Linked DNA regions of Anser cygnoides: all the other regions are linked to region 3. Evidence: chromatin contacts called from public Hi-C data. All regions are on one chromosome and are shown on one strand. Each heading gives the region's core, a stretch centred on a gene start, on an enhancer-like site or on the middle of the called end of the contact. The rest is flanking DNA. Distances are from core to core; before and after follow the strand shown.

Region 1 (2,770 bases), core at 219-2,718, 130 kb before region 3:
ATGATTAAGTCACCTGTTTGTAAAAATACTGGTGTTTAATTGTTTTTATGCATTTAAAAACAATACAAAGACAAGCATTTCTAGTAGTTGAGAAGTAAAAGGTGGAGCTAATAATAAATGCTGTAATGTAAAATGTACGTTGAACTTTCTAATAAATGCTTTAGTATCAGTAATAAACTAATTAGTTATGTTTGGAATAACTTGTATATATATTTTGAAATCAGAAGAGGATGCCTTATCACTCTGCATAAACAGTACTGATAACAGTTAACTGAACAGTTTTGATATCGGAACCAGAATGTTGTAGGGTTTCTGTAAGCTCAGTGTTGTAGTAGGGAAAAGTGGGTGTGATATGTAAAATAGAAAAATATTAACTTTTTGCTGGAACTTTCTTACCTTCTTTGCAGCGTGTATAGCGTATATAGAACCACTTTTTCCTCTTTTTTTTTTCACACCAACTATTGTTTCTTTAGCGTTTTGGCTACAGTGGAATGGTTTCTGATCAACCCATACAGTACTTTCACAATATTCATACTGTGAAATAATATATTATTTGCATAATGCAAATAATAGCAGACTAAGAGCCAGCATCTTGTTGAATGTTATTATCTTGCTAATTCCACAGTGGACAAGCTCTAACGATAAAACCTGAATTGGACCACAATCTGTAACTAGACTTAATGTTTTCGGTGTTGTTCATTTGCTGATATTGCTCAGTAGCTCAGGCTGACCTTCCACAAGATGGCACTTCAAGTATCCTGATGGAATCTGTTCAGTACTAATGTCCGGGAAAGCATACTGCATTGTTTATCTCCATTTGCAACATGCTGCCTTTGATTTTTATTTTTTTCCAGCATCTTAAGACTGATATCAGAATGGAGACCTGTATCTCCAGGTACAGACTCTCTAAAGGCAGTCACATCAGATGTTCCCACTTCACCTTAATGTTTGTTCAGCTGTTTTCCTTGGACATCTCCATCTAAATTTGGCAGGTCAGTCCTGTTGTGAAGCTGTACCAGATCAAAGCTGTAAGAGGTATGGCTGCAGGCCATTTAGTACAGATATGTGGCCAGAAATTTTCTGAGCGTGTCAGTTAGAGTTCACAAGGACCATGCTTGGTGTAGAGACATGACAATGAAATAACCACAGGAAGACTGGCAGTGTTTTTATGGAGAGGAACATATTTTATTGATTCAATACAAATGTAACTGTATACAACTTTAAAAGCCCTCAGGAAACCATGAAAATGTAATACCGGAATATGTTAAATTTCTATTCTGATGTTAATATACCAAGTGCTGGGATTTTCAGATTACTCATCCAGAGTCATGAAAGGTATACTTACATATTTGGAAAAGAAGGTCTCTAATTATGTGGTAAAAAAATCACATGTTAATCATTACAGGTCTCTAGAAATGATCTGTTTAAACTGTTTGTATTAGCTTTTGAAGATGTAAAAGGGATTGCAATCTAATTTTTCTCAATGCTGTATAAACATGCTTTGAAAAATATTCCATGCCCATGCGATATAACTACAATCAGAGCAGAAGTTCAGAGAACTCAAGTGACCTATCAAATGTCACTCAAGTCTGGAGATAACCCAAGTATCTGAGTTGTTTTTTATCTATCAGGTCATGTTTTTGTTAACCAACGATGTAAACTTGGTTTCAGATAGATGTGCTCTTCTGTTATTCTGCCGTATCTTTCCCACTTGCCATAGAAAGACCAGGAAAAGAGATTTATTTTAGAATGATTGTGTTAAGACACAACTTCTAAATCTTTCTACCCTTGCTTTTAAAATCAGATGTCAAATTTAAATTAACACTTTTAATATATAGGCATGGCTGAAAAGTGCTCTGAGAGGCACGGCCTGACTGAAGTAAAGCTCTGTGTGCTACTGTAAGGCGACCGTGGTGATGCCATGAATTGACAAACAGTGCTTTTGGGACCGTTGGACAGTAAACAGAGAACATCCAGGGAGCTATAAACAAGGTTTATAACTGAGTTCATCCATGACAAGAATGAAAGCTTTTTAATTCCTCCTAGGATTCACTGCTTACAATTGATCTTATTGGGGATGTGTAGGTCAATGATAGATCATGTCCCTGGGCAGATCAGGTGCCAATGCTTTCTGAACTAGTATAAATCATTATTTTAGGAAACTTGGATGTCTTTGCAGAGTAACAGGTTTCTGGCTTCTCTGGGAGTCTTTAACAGCATCTCAGACTTGTTCTGAGATGTTCTGAGATTGGGTGTTTCCTTCTACTTCAGCAAAATATTGGAACACCTTTCACTCAGATCTGAGTCTTTGTTATTCTTTGAACAGGCAGTGCAACATACTCAAACTTAATTTGGAAGTGAGGGGAGTGTGCTTGTGATCCTGTGGGTGCTATTGGCGTGAGTCCCGTACTTCTTGCAGTTGAGCTTTATATTGAGAGTCATCTTGAACAAGTTCTTGGGCAACCTGAATTGTAGGAAATAGCGGATTGTTACTTACCCATGACAAGGAGACTTCCATCCGCATATTCCTTGTTTGATCGCTGTGTGTGAGAGGCAGTTAAAATCTGCCTTATAATATAAACATGATTTTTTCAGACACTGCTTGGTATTTTGAGGTCTAATAAAACACCCTGAATGGGGCAGTTAGAATAAGGGCAAAGGTAAGGTGAACGTGCTCGTAGACTAATAAATGAGTCAGGGAGAAGGAAGTTGAGGCAAGTGATCACTGTGGCCTTGTCACCATGAATAAGGGCAGCACATTGGCTTTGTC
Region 2 (2,700 bases), core at 65-2,564, 220 kb before region 3:
AAGAGTCTCAGGGCCCATGAGCATGCAGATAACCACGACACACCCTTTAAGGACTCAAGTGGTTTCTCAGATCTAAGGAATGAAGTCAGTTCACTGGTCTGGTCATCAGCATATGAGAGAACTAATTAACCACTGGCATGTATCCACTCTTCAGCAGTGGATCCAATACACAGACCAAACAGCTATGAAATAACAGCCAGGACATATGGAAATTCATATAAAGCCATACAAAGCAATGAAAGGCTATCTAATAATGGTCTATCATTTGTTACCAAGATCCTCTCGCTAAAGCTAGCATTTGTTATAACTTAGGACACAATGCAATATAATTCTTAAGCTAAATTAATAACCACTTGAGCCTGGAACAGATGATCATCAATTATTTGCTGTGTTATGTATTTTAAGAAATTTAGCCAACATACTTCGCCACAGTTGGGTGAGTGTTGGTATTAAAATCAGAACCTCAAAAAGTATTTTTAAAAAATTGGAACTACTTGGAGAATACTTTACAAAATTCTACATCTATAATTCTGCCCCATAAAATCCTAGGAACCATAACATTTAGACTGTCCTGCAGTGTGCTCATCTCATGTCCCTCGAATTTCCACAAAGATAAAACAAAAAAAGATAGAGAAGCAAATAGTACAGTTATTTTCCAGCATACCTTGCAATTTCCTGATGGTAGTCGTAGTTCTCATCCTCTTCTAACCACTCCATGGCACCAGTGGTCGGGTTAGCCCTTCCGCAAAAGGTCTTCATGATCAATCTCTGTTTATATATCATGCAATTTTGCTGATTTGGCTTCAATATAACACTCAAAATAGCGTCTGTAAACAAACAAACAAACAAACCCAGTGAAAACAGACATTACTTTCGCTCTGGGCACAAACACATACCTTCCCTCATACACCCGCCTCAGCCAGCACGCTGATCGCTGCCTTCCAAGAGGAAAAACGTTTTTTAAGCTCAAACTTACCCCCAGCACAGAAAAATAAACAACCAAACGGCGTTGTTTAAAAGCAAAACGCCTCCCCCACGCGGCGAAGCGCCTCATGCCGGGGGAACCCCACGGCCTGAGGGCAGACCTACAAGCTGATAGCAAAGCGCTCCGGCGAAAAGGCAGCGTCTACCCCACCTCAGAAAGGAGCTGCGGGGGGAGACGATGACCCTCTTCTCTCCTCTTCCCGTCCCCAACCAGCCTCGGGCTCGCCTCCCCTCAAGGAACCGAGCAGCTACCGATCCCCCTCAGGCCGCCCCTTCCCGCCGTGCCCCGCGCGGCGCCATGGAGCCTGCGGGCAGCGGCCGCCCTCTTCCCGGCCTGCCCCGCGCGGCACCATGGAGGCGGCCGCCGTGCTGCGCGTCCAGAGGAAGCGCGGCGGCCCCGAGCCGGCCGGGGCGCTGCTGCTCGCCTGCAAGCGGCCCCGCACCGAGCCCGGCGGGGCCCCGGAGGTGGAGAAGAGCCTCTTCAAGCTGGTGGCCACCGTCTCCTCTAAGGTAGAGGCGCGGCTGATGCAAGGGGCTCTGGCGGGCTCCCTTAGTGGGACGGCTGCTGCGAGGAGCTGCGCCTGCCTTCGGTGTGGGGGGCTGGGGTCGCGCCTCAGGGCTGGGGTCTGTCAGCTCGGTGTGCTGGGGCTCAGCTACGCAGCAGTAGCGACTTCGCTGTTTTTTTCTTGGAGCTGTTTTTCACAGGCGAGGGTGTAAAGGATGTTGTGGTTTAAAGTTAGGACCGTCAGTCTTTTTGAGGCAGGTGTTTTTGTTTGAAGAGTTCTATACCATAAAGTATATGTATCTTTAAATAATATAAGAACAGCCTTACAGTTTGCAAATATTTTGTACCTTTTTCCTGTATCTGGAGAACAGGATGGCAGTTTCATTACTTGAAGCAATAGGAGTGACTTGAATGTTGTTGCAAACACTAGCATTGCAGATCTCAATTAGGATGTGCCAGCAATAGTCACTGATCGCCTCCAGTGAGGGGCACGAGGGGTATGCCTTACTGTGTTGACCGTGTCATTGTTTCTATTCCTCCTCCTTGTTCCTCTACCCAGAACGAGCCGGTTCAGAAGTATGTTCAAGAAGTTATCACTCGAGACAAAGCAGCGCAAAGTCTGCGGCCCTCCTTAGGAAGCACTCAGCGGATCGTTCAGGAGCTCCGTTCTTCCAAGGAAGCGAAGAGGAAGGAAAATCGTTACCGTGTAATAGCCAGCCATCGACCCAACGCTAGCGGAGCCAATGCACCTGCCGCAGATGGCAAGGCATCGACTGACAGTGACAGATCAGGCTCTGAAGCAACAGAAGATGCTTCGCAAAAGGAAACGAGTGCTGTTGATGAGAGTTCAGACTGTGGTGGGAAATTCCAGCTGTTTGATATTGTACAAGAAGACGAGGTGATAGAAGACCCCAGTGCAACTGCAGCAAACCCACAGGTCAGCAGATAAACTTAAGTGTACTTGGAGTACTTTTATGTCACTGTTGACTGGTACATGTGGGTAAACTGACAGCTGTGGAAGTTTTTTTGCATCGTAAGTATTCCAGTGTTTAACAGGAGCTTTAACTAGGTATTTGTAAGTTGGAATAGTTAATACATTGTACAAGAAACAACTTCTGTGAGGACCCTGAAGTGCAGAATGTTGTTGAAAAAGCCATATGGAGTTGGCCTCTACAGGAAAGACTTGTAATACTGTTTTTTCTGCACCCTGT
Region 3 (2,700 bases), core at 40-2,539:
CCACAGTTTCAGATACAGCAGAGATGTTGTCCTAAATGGCAGCTGTGCACCCTGCAAGCACTACAAACGATATGAGCTTATTGCTCATCCTTCCTCCACAACCTGCTGCCATTCATACACCACACGTTCATTAAATTCATCCTGCAGTTCTGCAGGCACAGAGCTGCCCATGCCAACAGACTGCATTCTACACCCTGTTATTGTTTGTTCCTCCTGCCTCTTCACTGGCTAGCTTTGTCCAGCCTTGCAGACCTTCCCCAATTCAGCACCCACCTTTGCTCTGCTGCTCCCCTTTGCCCTTTCAGGAGTGGTATCAGCCTTAGTTTGCCTTTCACTGGCTCCCCTTGCACTTATCTTTGCTATTTTCCCACAAATGTACTATCACTTCAGAACTTTTTCTTGACAAACCCACACATTTCTTGTCTTTCTCATTCCTTTGTAGCCCACTTATGGACATGAAAGCCTTAACCACACCACCAAGCGGGTCAAAGTGAACAGCTACTAAGCACACCAAAGTGACCTGACCTGACCAGACCAGAACTGCCCACCTGAGCCTTCCCACTCTATTTTCACTTTTAACCTACTCTTTACTTCCCCCCTCTTCCTTTTCATGTTCTTCAAATTTTGTGCCAGGTTAAACCAAGATCCTTTGAAAAAAAAATCTCAATTTGAATGCAGATAATTTAGCAGATCTACTTGTACAGAGTCTCTGAATATTACAATTGCACAAACAACACAGTCCAGTAACATTCACTTGAACTTCACATGGATTTTTTTTAACGCTTAACTCTATTACCATGTTCCACGACTGTTGAAGTGAATTCCACTTTTAGAGTAAGGCGAGAACATCCAGGACATATGTGAGCCTCATGGGAGGAATTCCCTAGTCTGGTACTGAAGTGTTGTTTGCCACAGAGTAAAATAACAACCAGAACAAACCAGATGTTTGCAAACTTCATGGTCATAGAAGAAAATGCTTTCATTCCAAAAATTCCATATAATCAAATCACACTTTTCTTCGTTATAAACTAGTTCATTTTTGTTTCAGTAAACACTGCTTTCACTGTGCTGCTCAACTGGATATTCTTAAAGCTGCGTCCAAAGTAAGTATCGATTTCATGGTCTTTTGAGGTAAAGCCTAATAAACAGGCTCATTTCTTTCTACGCTTCTTCTCCATTTTGTACTAAAAGATGCGGTCACTCGGGATATGGTAGCTGAGTCCTGTACTCCATTGCTGATGGCAAAGTTAACTCCCTAGAAGAACTGGCAAAGTTGTTTGCAAGCCAACCTGCAAGGCAAGGCAAAATAGTTAGGCAACAGGAAAAAGTTAGCTTCAAGTTTGTGTAAACGTATAGCATGGAAATCTCAAAAGATCATTTGGCAGTCAGCATTAGAAATAGCAAGGAAAAAGTTGTTTGTGTGTTTCATTTAGCAATTTTTCAAGAACGCTGGAGTCTCTACCTGGCTTGCAACAGAGCATCTGTGAAATACACAGGTATTAACCTGGCAACAGAACAGACAGCAATGACAACCAAACTCTACCACCCTTTGCGTAGGTGGAGTAAGAAGAACAAAATGACACGCAAGGCCCATTAAAAGGAAAAAATAAAAAGCAAAATAAAGTACTAGCACGATAAAAAGCATCCAGACACTCAAAAAAGCAGAGCTTTTTTTTTTTCCCTTCACATCAGGAATATGGCAGATGAAAGTACTGCTACGGTACATAATTTGACACAAGGAGAATCAGGTTTAAGTTCTATTTCAGGAGCTGGTGAGGACAAGAAATGCTGTTACAGGAAGCAAATCTGCACTCCCTATATTTGAAAAGAGATTATCAGCATGAAAGAAGCCTTTCAAGTTTTCTTGAGGTGCATTACCACAACCTGAGAACATCAGGGCAGAGATCAGAATTGTAGTAATGTGAAGTTAAACACTGGAAGTGTTTTCCACATGGAAGGGAAGCTTCCTCCCTTTGTGTTCCAAAGCAGAAGAAATGTTCAAGAAAATGAAAAAAAAAAAAAAGGAAAAAAGATTTCCTAATGTTTAACCAGCAATTGATAATTAAAAAGCCATTAAAATATGAAGGAAGAGAAACATTTTTGTCTGGTCTGCCAGACCACGTGGAAAAGCCACAGAGAACAACACATTCCCGCAGCAACCAGGACTGAAAAGCAGGAACCTTATTAAGGACCTCACACCATTTAGGAGAATAGCGGGCCAATCCCAGAGCAAATCCTTGAACAAAATGCATCAAGTTTTCACGTGACATCTGGTGCTTCCCTCTTATTTAAAACCCTCGAGTATTTCTTTGTCACAGCAACAGCATTTCCATTTCTTTCCACCTGAGGGATAACACCAGACCAGGCTGCGATCACAAAGTTTTCTCTTCATCCCTAAGCTGAAGGCAGTCACAGGACCCTAACTGCTGAGCTCGGCTGCACTCTGCACACCTTATCACATCGCGGGCTAACAACCCACGCGGCAATAAAACCAAAAATCAACTCCAGAGATGAATAAAATAAAATAAACACAACTATGGCATCCGAGGGTGACCCGAGCGAAGGAGCAGTGTGCTGACAACCCGGAGCGTGTGACTCCCTCGTAACACACAGAGAGCTGGGGATTTGTCCGTGCCCCAAAAAGCAACCCCCGGACCCCAAAAAGCAGCCCCCAGGCACGTACCCCCCCAAAAAAAATTT

The links. A called contact is a pair of places that touch in the nucleus more often than the background predicts.
Region 1: a contact with region 3 is called in a Hi-C map of liver, with 4 times the contacts expected there. The contact joins the enhancer-like site here to the promoter of MBTPS1 in region 3.
Region 2: a Hi-C map of liver shows a contact between it and region 3, with 2.0 times the contacts expected there. The contact joins the promoter of PRMT7 here to the promoter of MBTPS1 in region 3. A contact is called at or near these places in 2 of 7 Hi-C or Micro-C datasets (both in liver).

What each region holds. Positions count from the first base shown.
Region 1 is chr12:14,231,574-14,234,343 of Taihu_goose_T2T_genome, reverse strand. No RefSeq gene overlaps it. Among named protein-coding and RNA genes, the nearest start is that of OSGIN1, 4.9 kb to the right of the region's middle. Within about 2 kb of position 1,468, at least 1 of the 3 cell types and tissues checked has open chromatin away from gene starts, as enhancers often do. A contact at or near this core is called in liver, where this site is marked.
Region 2 is chr12:14,324,717-14,327,416 of Taihu_goose_T2T_genome, reverse strand. It overlaps PRMT7 (protein arginine methyltransferase 7), which reads right to left and starts at 1,314. Exons shown (of 18, transcript XM_067004675.1): 1 at 1,136-1,314; 2 at 665-827. The coding sequence starts at 783. It overlaps SLC7A6OS (solute carrier family 7 member 6 opposite strand), which reads left to right and starts at 1,336. Exons shown (of 5, transcript XM_013192357.3): 1 at 1,336-1,494; 2 at 2,049-2,426. The coding sequence starts at 1,336.
Region 3 is chr12:14,100,099-14,102,798 of Taihu_goose_T2T_genome, reverse strand. It overlaps MBTPS1 (membrane bound transcription factor peptidase, site 1), which reads right to left and starts at 1,289. Exons shown (of 22, transcript XM_048078668.2): 1 at 797-1,289. The coding sequence starts at 983.